2 separate regions of the Sus scrofa genome follow, and region 2 is linked to region 1. The links are chromatin contacts, called in public HiChIP or PLAC-seq maps. All regions are on one chromosome and are shown on one strand. The core of a region is the stretch at or near the end of the contact, and the rest is flanking DNA. Distances in the headings are between cores, read along the strand shown.

Region 1 (7,273 bases), core at 2,232-4,731:
GTCAATTAGGAGTTTGGGATTAGCAGATACAAACTATTTTATGTAAATATAAAATGGATAAACAAAAAAGTCCTACTGAATAGTATGGGGAACTATATTTAATATCCTGTGATAAACCATAATGGAAAAAAATATGATGGAGTTCCTGTCGTGACTCAGTGGTTAACGAATCCTAGGAACTACGAGGTTTCGGGTTCAATCCCTGGCCTTGCTCAGTGGGTTAAGGATCCAGTGTTGCCGTGAGCTGTGGTGTAGGTTGCAGACGCAGCTCGGATCCTGTGTTGCTGTGGCTCTGGCGTGGGCTGGTGGCTACAGCTCTGATTAGACCCCTAGCCTGGGAACCTCTTGCCGCGGGATCAGCCCAAGAAATGGCAAAAAGACAGAAAAAAAAAAAAAGAAAAAAATATGAAAAAGTTTATACATGTGTATGACTGAATCACTTTGCTGTACAGCGGAAATTAACACGGCATTGTAAATGAGCTGTACTTCAAAAAAATTAAAAATGACTAAGATGGTAAATTTTATGTCATTTATTTCACCTAATTATTTTTAATTTTTAGAAAAGAGATAATTATTATTTCTCATTTAAATTAATTAACTGCCTAATGTAAAGCAGTTAATAGAAATAGCTTAAAATTGTGGTGCCAATTCTGAATTTTAGATGAAGAAAGAAATGGAGCATCAAGATTTCCTTCCCTTCTACACATATTTGTGGAGCTGCTACTTATTTGCTGACACTCTTTGAAGAGTTAGGAAATAGGGATAAAACAAAGTTCCAGTGCTCATGGATCTTTCTAGTGAGGGGTGGGGACAATACATAGGAAAACAAATAATGTAAGAGATAAATGCGATGAAGAAAAATAGTCAGGAAAACAAATATTTATTGACCTTCTACTTATTTGCTGACCCTCTTTGAAGAGTTGGAAAATAGAAAGAAAACAAAGTTCTGGTGCTCATGGTTCTTTACTTCTGGTGAGGGGCGGGGAAAATAAACAAGAAAACAAATCATGTCAGGCAGAGATAAATGCTATAAAGAAAAATGGTAAGAATGTATTGGGGGCCAGTGCTGTTTGGGAAAGGAAGTTTTCCTCCTCTACTCAGGTGAGTGGAAACTTGAAAGAGGGGGCCTACAGCTACCTGAAGGAAGAGCTATATCTGGGCAAAGAAGATAGTGTGTGCAAAAGCCCTGAGGTAGGAATATGCTGAGGGTTCCAGGAGACCTACGGTGCTCTTGTGCAGAGAATGAGTGAGTGAGGGAAAGAATGGTGAGAGCTACAGCATGAGAGATAGGCAGGAACAGAATTAGGTTCTTGTGGGTCATTTTACAGTGAAGAAAGTGAGGCTTACAGAACAGAGATGACTGAACCCAATCTAGAGATAATGCTCTTCCACTCTGGAAGCTGCTCAAGATGATTAAGAGCCTTTTTTTTGGAGGGGGGGGAGTTGGTGTTGATTGTTTTGGGGTTTTTTTTCCACTAGAAATTTATCTTGTCTGTGCAGAGTCAAGTTACAAACCTGACTCAATCCTTTTTTGGTTCTTCCTTCTGAAAACTGAAAGTATCATGAAGTTCATGACACCGTATGTGAATGAAACGTGATTAGCTCTCTCCCAAAATTTGTGACTATATGTATATGCCTTGAAGGAAATGCAAAAAGAAACAGCACATGGGGAATGAAGAACACTCTGTAATTTGGAGAACTTGCATGATATAGTCATTTTGGAATTGTTTTTAAACTAAATCCAAGCATAGTTTGATAAGGGTTATAATAATATGTACAATTAAGCAAGCTTAAATTCTACAGCCAGATATATTTTAAAGCTATGTACATCAGATGTATGAAATTATAAGACTTTACAGCCAGTGTTGTTTAATTGTGCAAAGCAGATCTGTAACTAGCGGGTTTTCTGGTTTTCAGGTATGCTGTGCGTGTCTTTGTGCTAGTTATTTCTGTTTTTGAAACTGGTATTTCTTAGATTATTACCTAGCATTGATTTCTACTTATGGGCATTGAGGGTTTTTTTTTCCCCAGAGTTTTAAACATGCTTCATTTTCTAGCCACACAAATCAAATTCCAATCGTGAATGGAGCAGAGCTCTAATGCAGTTAGTCAAAGTGGAAATTGTTCTGCGGTTCTGGAGTTACTTAGAGATGCTTCTCCATCTGCGAATGGGCATAATTCCACTTGGCTCACCTCTCCAGATTGTAGTTTGATGAAATGAAAGAGCATTTTTGAAATAAAATGCTTCATTTCCACCAAGTGCCTTGTGTCCTTCTAAATGCACACAGGTATGATGCATCATGACCGACAGCCTGTGTTCCTAGGCTTAAAGAAACACTGGTCTCTGATAATAATTTTTAAAATAATTATTACGATACAAATGGAAGCAACTATCCTCTACTGGGGGCTTCCGCAAGCCAAATTTTATGCCCTGTTTGTGTTGTCTCCTTTAATCCTAGAGTTTTTCACTAAGGTAGTGTGTTGTACTGTATTACAGTTGGAAAAACCAAGGCAGGGAAAGATGAAGTACACTGCCATGGTGACACTCTGAGGAGGGAGCAAAGCTAGTACTTGAACCCAGGTAGCCTAATTCCAGAGTCTGTGTTCCACTGGTGGTCTAGGTTTAGTTTTTCCATTCTTGTTTATTTTTCTAGTTTCTTTTCCTTACAAGTTGAAAAACCTCAAGAGATGCTTCCATAAGAACTCACATTTCCTTAAGCATGTATTAGGTGCTAGGATTTTGCTTATTGTTGTTTTTGTACCTTTCTTCCTCTTTCATGTCTATACATCCTAGGATGGGAGGAAGGAAGCTCCCCGTGGAAGTAACAGATAAGGACACAGAGGCTGTGAGAGGCTGGATCACTTAAAGTTCTAGAGCTCCCAGGAGGCCTCTGGTTCCATCCCATGCATATGCTATTTTCTGTCACAGCTATCCTGGAGCATCTAATAATTACAAGGCCTTGAGTGCAATGGGTGTGTTGTGCAGAGATGCACTGCAAGCTTTATGCTCCGTGATCAGAAAGCACCTGGCCAGAAACCCTCTAGATTGTGGTGATCTGAAAAACAATTAAGCAAAAATATTATCTTCTGAAAGGAAAATAAAAAGAGATAGCATTTTTCTGCCAGAGTCAAGGCTTGTAGATCATGGGGCCCCTTTTTAAAGCTTCTGCAAGTGCTTCATGGTCCCCCTGATGGTTTTTCTGGTAGGAAATGTCCCCGACACTGACATCCTATTGCATGACAAGAAGACAACAGTGCTAAGAAGGGGCTTTCCCAAATGTGACTCCGAGGTGCCTGTTGAGATGTTTTCAGGTTCTAAAATAGCCACTTCCATGCAGGGTCCTGCAGGGTAATTATAGCCGGGCCATTATTCCCGGCCTGGCGGTGATCCAGGACTCTGCTCTCCTTACCTCATGGCCTCACCTCCTCTCTGCTGAGGCCCTTTCCTACGCCTGTGGGGACAAGCTGAGCCTTCCCACCAGGTCTTCAGTCTAGTATTTCCCTGAACATACCTGCACGTCCCGAGGCAGCTCCTGATGGAGGAATATTGAGGAGTCAGCCTTTCAAAGAGAACAGATGGGACAAATGGAAGGTGTTTTGTAGTCTGTGAGTCACAAGGGTGCTTGTAACCTCTTCTCCAGGTTTGGGTGTGTATTTATAGACCGTTATAAGAATTGGAGGGTTTGGGGTGGAAGGACCGCTCTCTCCAAGGAGAAAAGAAAAACATCCTCTCCCACTCTATTTCTTTTTAAGGCCACCGCTGAAGTCATGCTTACCTTCCACTGTGAGGCACGGTGATGTTTTTCTAATTGTCTGCAGTCGGGTCTGCCACACTTCCTTGACTGCATCTTTCCTTCCTGTCGGGGACAGGTTCCTGGGGTCAGGCACGCAGCAGGCTCCAGCCCAGCAGGCCAACTCAGAAGTCAGGAGCCACAGTGTCCTTCAGATGGAGATCTGTGGCTCAGGACTCAGACTTCTGAACGTGGACGTGACTGGAAGCCAGAATAAGCCCCTGCACACCCGAGCTGACCTCGGGCATCCTCACCTCTCTACACTGGTTTTCTGCTGGTGTTTCACTAGCAGCCTGGCTCATTAGAGGGGCCTTGGCCAATCAGCAGAGCTCAGTGTGTGCACTTGGCCAATCACCAGAGCCCATGCTGAGAGGAGGTGGGGCTGGTTAAAGTGTGCTGTCACCCCTAGGAGCAGAGTTGGTTGCCTTCCAAATACTCTCTCAAATAAGTCCTCATGATCACCTCCTTAATTGCTCCTATTATTCCCATTTTAAAGATAAGGAAACTAAGGTTCAGGGAGATAAACATGTCTAAGGTTACACGGTATCATCTTGGTTTGTGCTTTGACTTGAAGCAGAATCTGTGACAGGATTTGAGTGAAAGTAGTTTATTTGAGATGTTCAGGAAATACCAGCAGAGGCATGGGAGAAACAGACACAGAAGGGTTGGCTGCTGATAAAGGCGGTGCTGTCAGGCCAGTGGGAAACCAGAGGGTTACCCTAGAGGGAAACTTGAGAAAACAGTGTAGAGCGCATGCCTCAGAGTCATCTCTTCCAGAGGGTGGGAATGACAGTGTATTTTTACACCATCTTCTATTGATCATTGAAGAAGGGTGGGTGGAGCGCAGATGGAGTGTTCATTTCTAAGCTTGAACAGAGCCCTTGCAAGGCTTTGGAGAAAGCCCCCAGACAGAGAGATCCAGATACTGATAGTTGGAAGCCAGTGATCCTGCACGGATGTGGTGAGCTCCACCAAAATAAGAGCTGGGAACCAACACTGTGCTACATACCTTGAGGGGCAGGGTGACACCTGCCCCTCTCGGCTAACTCTTCCTACAGAATAAACCACCCCAAATTTAGTGGCCTAAAACACCAACCATCATATTTGTTCACAAGCCTATGGGTCTGCAATTTGGGCTGAGTTCAGCTGGACTATTCTTCTGCTGGTTGCACCTGTGATCACTTGAGTAGATGGACTCATTTGCTAGTCTAACTAGGGAGCAGCTTGTTTGGGGTGGGTGGCAGGGGGCAAGGGCCAGATAGTCAACATTTTGCTTTTTCAGGGTATTCAGTCTCTGATGCACCTACTAAACTCTGCTGCTTGGAATGTGATGGTAGTCACGGACAGTACAGAGACAAGTGGGCATGGCTGGGTTTCAATATTTTATCTACAAAAACAGGTGGCAAGATGAGTTTGGCCCATGTGTCATACTCTGCCAATCCCTGAGCTAGACCAAACTTCACCACATAGGGCTTTACATTTTGAGAGTGTTAAGGCAGAAACTACCAGGCCTCCTGAGACCTAGGCTCAGAAGTTACACCACGTCCGTTCTGTTGCTTTTTACATCTCAAAGTGAGTCCCCAGCCCAGCCCAAGTCCAACATTAGCAAGAGAGACTTCAGCTCCTGACGGAAGGCTCTGCAACATCAGATTGCAAAGGGTGTGCCTTCAAGGAGGAGAAGAGTTTAGATGTTCATCTTTGCCAAAAGTCCACCCTCCAGCTTTTTCAAATAAATGTTCCTCCCAGGACCTCAGCATTCCCAGCTATAAAATGGGAATGCAGCAGCCCTCACAGAACTGTTGTAAGCATGGAATTATATAAAGTACTCATTACAGTGGCTGGTTCCTAGATAATCTTAAATAGATGTCCAGTTATGATCATTATTATTTATGTTATACAGTATGTAAGTCAGGGATCAGTAACTGTGTTCTCATTGAGCATTTATTATTTGACAGTTACCATGCATCTTGCTCTGCCCTCATTACTTCATGTAATATTTTCAACCACCTTATAGTTTAATAAACCCCTTCTGCAGATTAAACAAAACAAAACAAAACAAACAAACAAAAAAACAACCCAGAGGCTCAGAGAGCTTAACTAACTGCTTAAGAACAGTGGTGGTGTGGTATTCCCACCAAACCCTATCTTGAACCACTTTGGTGTGGAAGACTGGATGCTGATGCCTTTGACTTTCCACTCAGAGTGCTTTGTTTTCTTTAGGGTTGTGTTGGCAGACTCTTTTTAGAACATGTAGTCAGGCTAGAAGTATGATTGGCTCTTTAAATACATCCTAGCAGTTATATTAATAAACATGGCTTAGATAAGTGCCAGAGAATTGGCCACCATAGCCAAGGAACAGCCAAAGGAAAATTACCAACATAATTTGGTTCTATCAACAAATGTGTCTGGGAGACACTGTGAGCTTGACTTGCTCCCAGAGACCTGGATGGTGATGCAACTCAGGGGACAAAGCTTATTGTCAGTCTTTAACTGTACCTGCAGGGGCTCAGGATTCCTACTTTGGAGAAGCAGAACTGACACATGCAGCATGACGTTTGTGACGCAACATGGCCAAGAGCTAAGAGCACAGGCTTGTCGTCAAATGTTCAGGGCTGTGAAGCCTACTTTGGTCCCTTCTGGCTGGGTGAACAGAGCCAAAGACTTCTATTTCTCTGAGTCCCAGTTCCACTTATCTATGAACTGCAAATAATGAATATTTATACCCTAACTTGTTGCTGCAAATGTCTTGTGAATATGGAGATAAAAGAGCCCAATGCAAACATGATATACAGCTACATATGGTTACCACCCATCGTTAGCTATTACTCTTTAGGCCTAGATATCAGCATATAATGAGTGCTCTGTTTTTGGAAAGAGTACATTACTCCCCAAAGATTTTTAACCAGTGTGTCCTGATGCAAAAGGTATTAATAAAGGAAAAGAAAATCCAAGAGGTAGAGACATTGTTCAGAGGGCTACTGAGGGAAGCAGTGGGCTGAATTTGGGGCACAACTTTTAGGAGCACCCCCTGTACTCTGTGCTAACTTGGTTCTTCCCAACCTTTAAAGGACCCTGCAGATTTGGAGAGAGAAGGCTAGTCTGAGAGGTGAGAGGAGATGGCTTCTTGGATGGGGAGTAGGTGGTCCTGTCTCTTCCTCCAGATGGAGATTAACAATGACTTAATTCGAGAAATATTGTCAGCAAGTAAAATAAATAGACTAATCACTGTGGGCAAATTGTATGTTAATGAATCTAGACATTGTTTCCAGTCTGACCCTTAAAGATACATTTAATCAATCAAGATGGATGAGTCATCCTATCCTTAATTAATCTTTTTGGACATTTATAGAGAAAAGGCAAACTCTTTACAAAGATCTTATAAATGTGTTTGAGGTTAGTATGGATTTTTATTTATGTGCCTAGCACAAGAAGCCCTTACTTCTAAACTGATAGCTTATTTTGAATGTTCTCAGATTTTCAAA
Region 2 (7,279 bases), core at 1,784-4,283, 150 kb after region 1:
TTCAACTAGGGGAGGAGGAGATGAAGTTTGGAAACTGGTAGAGTATGAATGAGTTTTCCCACACACACACTGGACTTGGGTGTTACTCACTCTTCGATCTGATTTTACTTATTGTCTACCTTCCAGGGATTCTTCACAGTTTATGACCCACTGAGTTCCTTTCTGGTTTTGGAGAAAGGCTATGTACAAATTCATTTTAAACATGTTCTGTAATGTTTATGGGAGACTTGGGGTTGGCAGGAAAGGTAAGTTGGTTAACCATCCAGAAATGGAAACTGTTGAAAACAGGGTGAGAAAAGATTGGATCCATTTTCTCTCTCCTTCCCCCTTCCTCCCATTCCACCATTGGATGGAGGCAAAGTCTGTGAGATGAAGAAGAGAAAAGGATGGGAAGCTAGGCAGGAGGGTGTGGAATCCAGTAAAAGAGAAGGCAGTGCAAGAAACCCGGCATATCAGCCACCATATGAGAATCTAGTCCTGAGGCTATGGATCTAGACCCGTTTTCTCCCTTGTAATATGAAGAGTTTGTATAAAATAATATTTAAGGTTGACTTCAGCTCTGACATTATATGATCCCATGAAATACCATCTCCATTTTCACAAGAAGGTCTGGAAGTACCACTGTTCAAGTTGTATATTTTTGGGTTAAGTTGGTGATTCTCCTGCTGGATTTCAGCTATTCGGGGAAACCAATCAAAGTTAAGTTGTTAACTTACAACTGTCTCCTTCAGGTGAACTGAGCATCACCATCATTACAATTTAAGCAAGAAAGACTCCACTTCTAAAGAGTCTTAATGGATTCAGTATAGAAACCAAGGTTCAAGTTTTGTAGGTCCTCTAGGACTTGAAAGACTCTGAAGACATATCAAGCCAAAAATCACAATCTTTCTTATTACAGTGAACCACACAAAAGTCCCATTTTCATAGGTCAGAAATTGTTGAATGTTGGCAAATTTATATAGTTCCACTTAGAGTTTAATGAGCAGATCAGTCTTCCTTAATGAGAAACAACTTCCTTATTAACAAAATGTTTTTATCTATCTTATGGCACTTTAAAGAATTCTCCTGGATTTTTTTCCCATCTTTTTTTTTTCTTCCATTTTTCCTATTTTGTGCCATTAGTTAAATCCAAGTATAATTAACTGACTTCGAAAGTGAAAACAAAAGGAGAGGTGTCTATTTATAATGAGTTGGCTTACAAAACAAAAACAAAGTTATTTTTCTGGTTCTAAGGAGAGGTTTCTCCCTAATAAATGTGGTCAACTTGCAGTCTTTAAGAACCTGCTTCATCTGTTCCATATGTTTCCCATAGGGTTTGCAGCAATAGTGGAACTGGCCCAAGAAAACAAGAGAAAATGCACAGAGGCAATTATAAAAAGATGGATGGGACCTTGTTTCACATTTGCCTGGTTCTTCAGAGTCTACTCTGGGATTCTGAGAAAAAAATCTAGATTTGACTTCTCTGCTACAGTATGAGTTAGCTAGATATGTAGGCTGAGGCTGAGGGGTAAAAGGAGAGAGAGATGGATGGAGGAGAAAGAGAAGAATTAGGATAATCAGGAGATGGAAGATAAATATCATATGATATCACATATGTGGAATTTAAAAAAAAAAGATACAAATGGACTTTTTTACAAAGCAGAAATAGACTCATAGATGTTGAAAACAAGCTTATGGTTACCAAAGAGGAAACACTGGAGGGAGGGATAAATGATGAGTTTGGGATTAACATATACACAATTTTATATAAAATAGATAATCAACAAGGACCTACTGTAAGCACAGGGAACTCTACACAATATTCTGTAATAACCTATATGGGGAAAGGATCTAAAAAAAGAATGGATTCATGGATATGTATAACTAATTCACTTTACTGTACTCCTGAAAGTAATACAACATTGTAAATCAACTATACTCCCATATAAAATACATATTAAATTTTTTAAAGAAGGAGATGGGAAAAAATGATAAACATTGGGAACAACAGAAGAATTTGGAGGGTAAATGGAGTTGGAAGAAGAACTGAGGAAGAAGGCAGGGGGAACAGTGAAGAGAAATGGAGGAGAGCACTCCTGGTTTCTGACCCAGCATTCCTAGATGGATCACTTCAAGAAAAGAGAAGGCTGATTTAAAATTTTAAAAAGTTTGAAAAAAAAAGAAAGAAAAAGAAAAGAGAAGAGATGCTAATGTGACTTGTTTGTATTTTTTTTAAATCACAACTTTCTCCTCCCACCTCCTTCCAAAAGAACTTAATGGGTCTAGGAGAGCAAAGCAACGGGAATATTCTAGAACTGCTTTGAGAGAAAAGCCTTCAGAGAATCTTCTACTTTTCTTCTGCTCCCAGTGCCAGACTACAGCCCAATAAAATTAAAGTAGAAAATGAAGAGTTAAAAGAAATGAGTGGCAGGGCTCTAGAGATTCCCTCTGTCGTCTGTCACAACCTCTATTCTCTCTTGGTTTTTATATGTTTCTCTGAATTTTGACCTCTCTGGTGATCAACTTGGACATGGCATATTCTGGAAACAGCTAGAAATGTGGTTTGACATGTGGATTAAACTGTGCTGACAAACACAGAGTCCACAAAATACTGTCACCTGGAGCAAAGGAAGCCCTGAGTAGCTACATCTTGTCTCCTGATCTACATGGAACTGTCTCATTTCTGAGCAGAAGCACAGCCAAAAGAGAGGACACACAGACTAGTTTTCAGGCCATTTCCTTATTTACGGGTCATGGCAGTCAGCAATTCCCAGGACAACACAAGCAACTATCCTTACGAAACAAATAGACAAATAACAGCAATGAAGAAATAATCCCTCTCGGTATTCCTTCTCAAGGTCTTTCTCCCTGGACAACTTTCTCTTCTCCCGAAGCAAACTCTAAGGTGGAAGATAAGGATGTTACTTGTATACACCCTGGTTCATTGGCAGTATAAACTTTCTGTCTGCCAAAAATGTGAAAAGGAAGCATGCTGAATTTAGCTTCCCCAGAACTGAATTCAACTGGATGTCAAACTTCTAGTAGGGCTTGTAAAAGTTCCACTGTTGTTGGCATCTGCAGTTCTAGCCCAGGACAGCTGTAAAAAACATCTTCTTGCCAAAACGTGATTTGGGAAAGGTCATCTTATTACATGATTTATTTATATTGTTTCCCCACAGTACAAAGCGTTCTGAAGAGGACTCAGAGCTAAATGGAGGAGAAATACCTCAAGAAATCCTTAAGCTCCCCTGCTCCATTCACCAGCATTGTATGGGCCAAGGAGATGTTTGGTGTAAATTCTTTTCTGCCTTAATCAAATTAAAAGGAAAGTTCTATCAGGATAAAAGCAATCTTTTCTCTCCTCTCTTCTGAAACAGTATCAGTAAGAAACGTGATTAGAAGTAGATCTTGGTTTTAAAGTCCCTAAGAAAAATGAAGATATTCTTTCTCTTTCAGAAAAGAAAAAAAAAAAAAAAAAAAAAAGTCAACTTAATCAGATTTCCAATAGTTTATCTTCTTACACATTGTGTTATCATTTTAAAGGACTTACCTTTTCTCTCCTGGATTTCTTTTCCAGAAGAGACCTGTGTTAGTTACATTCTAAACAGACAGTATGTAATATGGAAAGTTGAATATCTTTTTAAAAGAAAGCAGATGGGCACTTTTGTTTATCTTGCCTTGATTCTGCCACTGTGTCCTAAACAGGAGGGTGGGATTTTTTTATACCAAGTTTATAATGGTGACAAGTAGGATTTACTACATACAGACTTCTTTGACCATGCGTTTTATTTAACCTCTCCCTGATGTGGAATCCAAGCTAAATGTTTCTGGGTTTTGTTTTGTTTTTCAATCATTGTTTCTCTTTGTTTATTGCTAGAATGTCTCAGACACTAAGGTCAGGTATTTGAAAATCAGAACCAAACAGAGTGTTTCCTCTTGCCTTTAGAGTGTTAGCCAGGGTAGTGACTTGGTTAAGCTTTTTGCTTCACTGACTGAAAAGTACTTTAAAGAAAAGAAGCAAAAAGAGTGAAATATTGAGAGAATAAAGAGTATGACTTGGCTTGCAGTGGTTCCCCTCAACCTAACCAGTCCCAGGCATCTCTTTTTTATATTTCTGCAAATGTTGATATAGGTAGCAATTTCCAGTATGCTCTAGCCAACGGTGAGTTATTTGATAGGGCAGACTTTATCATCTTAACTTCAAAAAGTGGCTCACAGGGGAACGCATGCGGTAGGATTGTATTCTCTGATAATGTCTGTGGCTATGTTTGACTGATTTGCCTCTTAGATGATGAAGCCTGTTGTCTCTGTGGAATTCCATTTCAGAGAGATTTAAAAATTAAACATCATGAATATTCAGCAAAGCTGCCTGGAAGTTCAGCTCCAAGTGACTTAATCATTTTCTCTGCATTTTTCCTTAAAGAAGCCACTGTTTGGACTAGGAAAGAATTTTTTTTTTTAAATAGAATAAAACATGTAGAGTTAAATAATAGTATCATGCAGAATAATTCCTTGAAATATTCACTTTTTAATGCCTCTCAAAAAATAAACACACAAATTAAAAAAACCTATCGCCCTAGCAAGGTCCCTTTTAGAGGGCAAGATTATTTCTTAATGGCATCTCTCTGCTCAGAAGCACATTGCATTTAGCTTCCAAAGAACACAAGACTAATACAGAATTGATCTCCATTAAGTCCATTTTTCTTTTTTTTTCTGTCAGAAAAGAGTCCCAAATCATAAAAATGTCCCTTTAAAAATAGGAAGACTTTCCCAACAGTTGGGGTAGAAATAAAAATGTAGGAGAGGCAAAGGTATTCATAAAAATTACCCAAAACTTGATATAAGGCAAAAAGATTACTGGGAGCCCCTTCGAAGTCCTAACAATTTTTCCCCATGGCCCTCGGAAACAGATAAGAACCAAAAATATAACAAGCAATCTCAAAGATTAATGAGAGAATTTCCTTAGATTACTGCACATTTGCACACTTTGTGAAATGATTAATAAAGCTGAAACTGAGGCCAGTAGTAGAGGCTGTGAGTTGGCCATTTCCTCAGCCAGACTCTTAATTGAACTCTTTGTGGTAATTCAGTAACTATACCACAGTGGATCAAGTCCAAAGCTGAGAGGTCTGAGACCAATTTCTTCTCTAAGGTAAACTGTGAGATTTCCTACCTATAATCTAAGGACATATCGATTAATTGAAATCCAGGTTCATTAGAGGAGTTATTCACTAATGATCCTATTGAAATAACACATTATATGTATTCAGCACTTCTTCCAAGTCTCAGTACCTTAACCTTGGAAAGGAGATATTATCCTCATTTTCCCACTAAGGACATAAGTGCCTAGAGAGGTCAAACAACTAGTAGTCTGTGACAGTCAGAGCTGGGAATGGACGTCAAGACTTTTGTGAGCTGTGAGTGAGTTTGTGCAGTTAAACACATCTAGATTTGAGCCACAGTTTCCATACTTACTAGCTGAGTAACCTTGAGTGTGTCACTGACTTTTCTGAATTTGAGTTCCTTCCTCTTTACTAAGAAGAAGACCACTACTAACTCCGTGCTGAGAGCATTAAAAGAGATCCTTCGCTTAAAGCACTTAGCACAGTGCCTGGCTTATGGTAAACACTCAGTCAACCTTAGCTGGAGAGCAAGAGAAAACGAGATGATGACACAAAGTTGATTTCAAAAGATTCCCTCAATGTACTCAAGGGGATATATTCAAAGTACTAGAGTATTCAACTCAAATTTATGATATCCCCAAATAATGGTGAGATGCATCATGTTTACTGTAACTGAAAAAGCAAGAGGGTGAACTTACCCTTTCAGAAAGCTTTTGAACAACAGCAGTGAGACAATGAAACCATTTCTAGTTAGCCTCCCGTTAGCTTAAGAAATCAGTGGATATTCTGGTTTATATAAGTTATATGTGTTTCTGTAAGCCTCTTTAACTACAAGGGGCTTAAAAAAATTAAAAGGGTAGAATTTTAAGACTCTCTGAGAACCACCGGGATTCCCTTTGAAACTTTCCTTTTCTGGAGCCTCTAGTGATTTATAGCAAAGTTTACTTGACCTTCCAGTAAAGGCTTCAGTTATTTGAGGAATAAATTGAAAAATGGGAGATTAAATAAATCATACAGTTGCAGAGGTTGCCAGAGCTGGTGAAGTGATTTCAATCTGAATCCGTGAGCCTTGAATCCCCTCAGAGAGATTACTAGCAAATCCAGGGCAGCACACCAAGCCAGCAGCAGACAAGCTTCAGTACAGAGCAAACCAGACATTACTGCTTATTAGATCCTGATGCTGAAGAGGCATCAAAAAGGAGACATTGAAGAAGGCATTCACTCCATCTATGAACTGTTGAAGACTTTAGGAGTTAGCAATGAGGGGCTGTTAATTTAAGAAAGGTGAAACTAGCTTGAGACAGCCAGAAACACATAGAAGGGAAATTTCTCTACTTATATCTCCCCTTCTAAGTAAAGTATATCAGGGATCAAGAGAGTGGGTCGGTTTGTCTCTCTCTCAAAATCTTAATCATCTTATAAATAGATCTTGCAAAGTAAAATCAACAAAAACACTCTTGCACCATCTTATTGTAAAGATAACATATTTCCTTGTTTTTAAGCTTACACAAGCCTATTTCTTTGATGAGAGCATAGCTTTGGGAACTTCACTGATAATAAAGTCCTAGCAACCTATTTACATGGGAATCTCCTAACCAGAATCCTTTCCCAACCATTGGTAACATTTAAGTTCAACATGTAAGAACAGTTCATTCTGGAATGTCTGCGATGGAGAAAGGGGATGAGAACCATTTTCAAGGGCTTTCTCGTGACATTTACTCGTCAGCTCTGCAGGAGAACACGTCAGCCCTCTCAGACCACAGCTGCATGTAGGCATGTAGGGCCGTCCCTCTTGACTCTGTGCCCGGGGACTGCGTCCTCCAACCGTCAGTCTCATCTGAGAGCTGGACGCAGACCATCAACGGGCAACAAACATATTGGTCCCTTCCTGCTCGTTACAGCAAAGGAAGGAAAATGAAGGTTGATGGAGGGGAGTATGGACGGGGCAAAGGTAATGAGAAAAATGCCCCCAAACTCCGAAATTAGGCAACCAAATTATCGGGAACACTTTCAAAATCATATTAACTGTTCTAATTAGCCCACCTAAGGGCTGCACTGTCCAATAGAATAGCCACTATCCATGTGGCTCTTCAAAGTCAAATTCGAATTCAAATTAAATAAAATTAAAAAATCAGCTCTTTGTTCACTCAAGCCACATTTCTTTTCTTTTTCTCTCT

Evidence for each region. HiChIP or PLAC-seq counts read pairs in DNA pulled down with a chosen protein or histone mark.
Region 2: an H3K27ac HiChIP or PLAC-seq map of skeletal muscle shows a contact between it and region 1. The contact joins two enhancer-like sites. A contact is called at or near these places in 1 of 47 Hi-C or Micro-C datasets (heart right ventricle) and 1 of 2 datasets of contacts at active chromatin or transcription factors (skeletal muscle).

What each region holds. Positions count from the first base shown.
Region 1 is chr13:46,243,445-46,250,717 of Sscrofa11.1, forward strand. All of the region lies in intron 1 of LOC106505633 (a long non-coding RNA gene), which reads left to right. Among named protein-coding and RNA genes, the nearest start is that of ADAMTS9, 38 kb to the left of the region's middle. Within about 2 kb of position 3,482, at least 8 of the 83 cell types and tissues checked have an H3K27ac peak or open chromatin away from gene starts, as enhancers often do. A contact at or near this core is called in skeletal muscle, where this site is marked.
Region 2 is chr13:46,396,363-46,403,641 of Sscrofa11.1, forward strand. The region is part of intron 3 of LOC106505633 (a long non-coding RNA gene); the gene reads left to right. Among named protein-coding and RNA genes, the nearest start is that of ADAMTS9, 190 kb to the left of the region's middle. Within about 2 kb of position 3,034, at least 9 of the 83 cell types and tissues checked have an H3K27ac peak or open chromatin away from gene starts, as enhancers often do. A contact at or near this core is called in skeletal muscle, where this site is marked.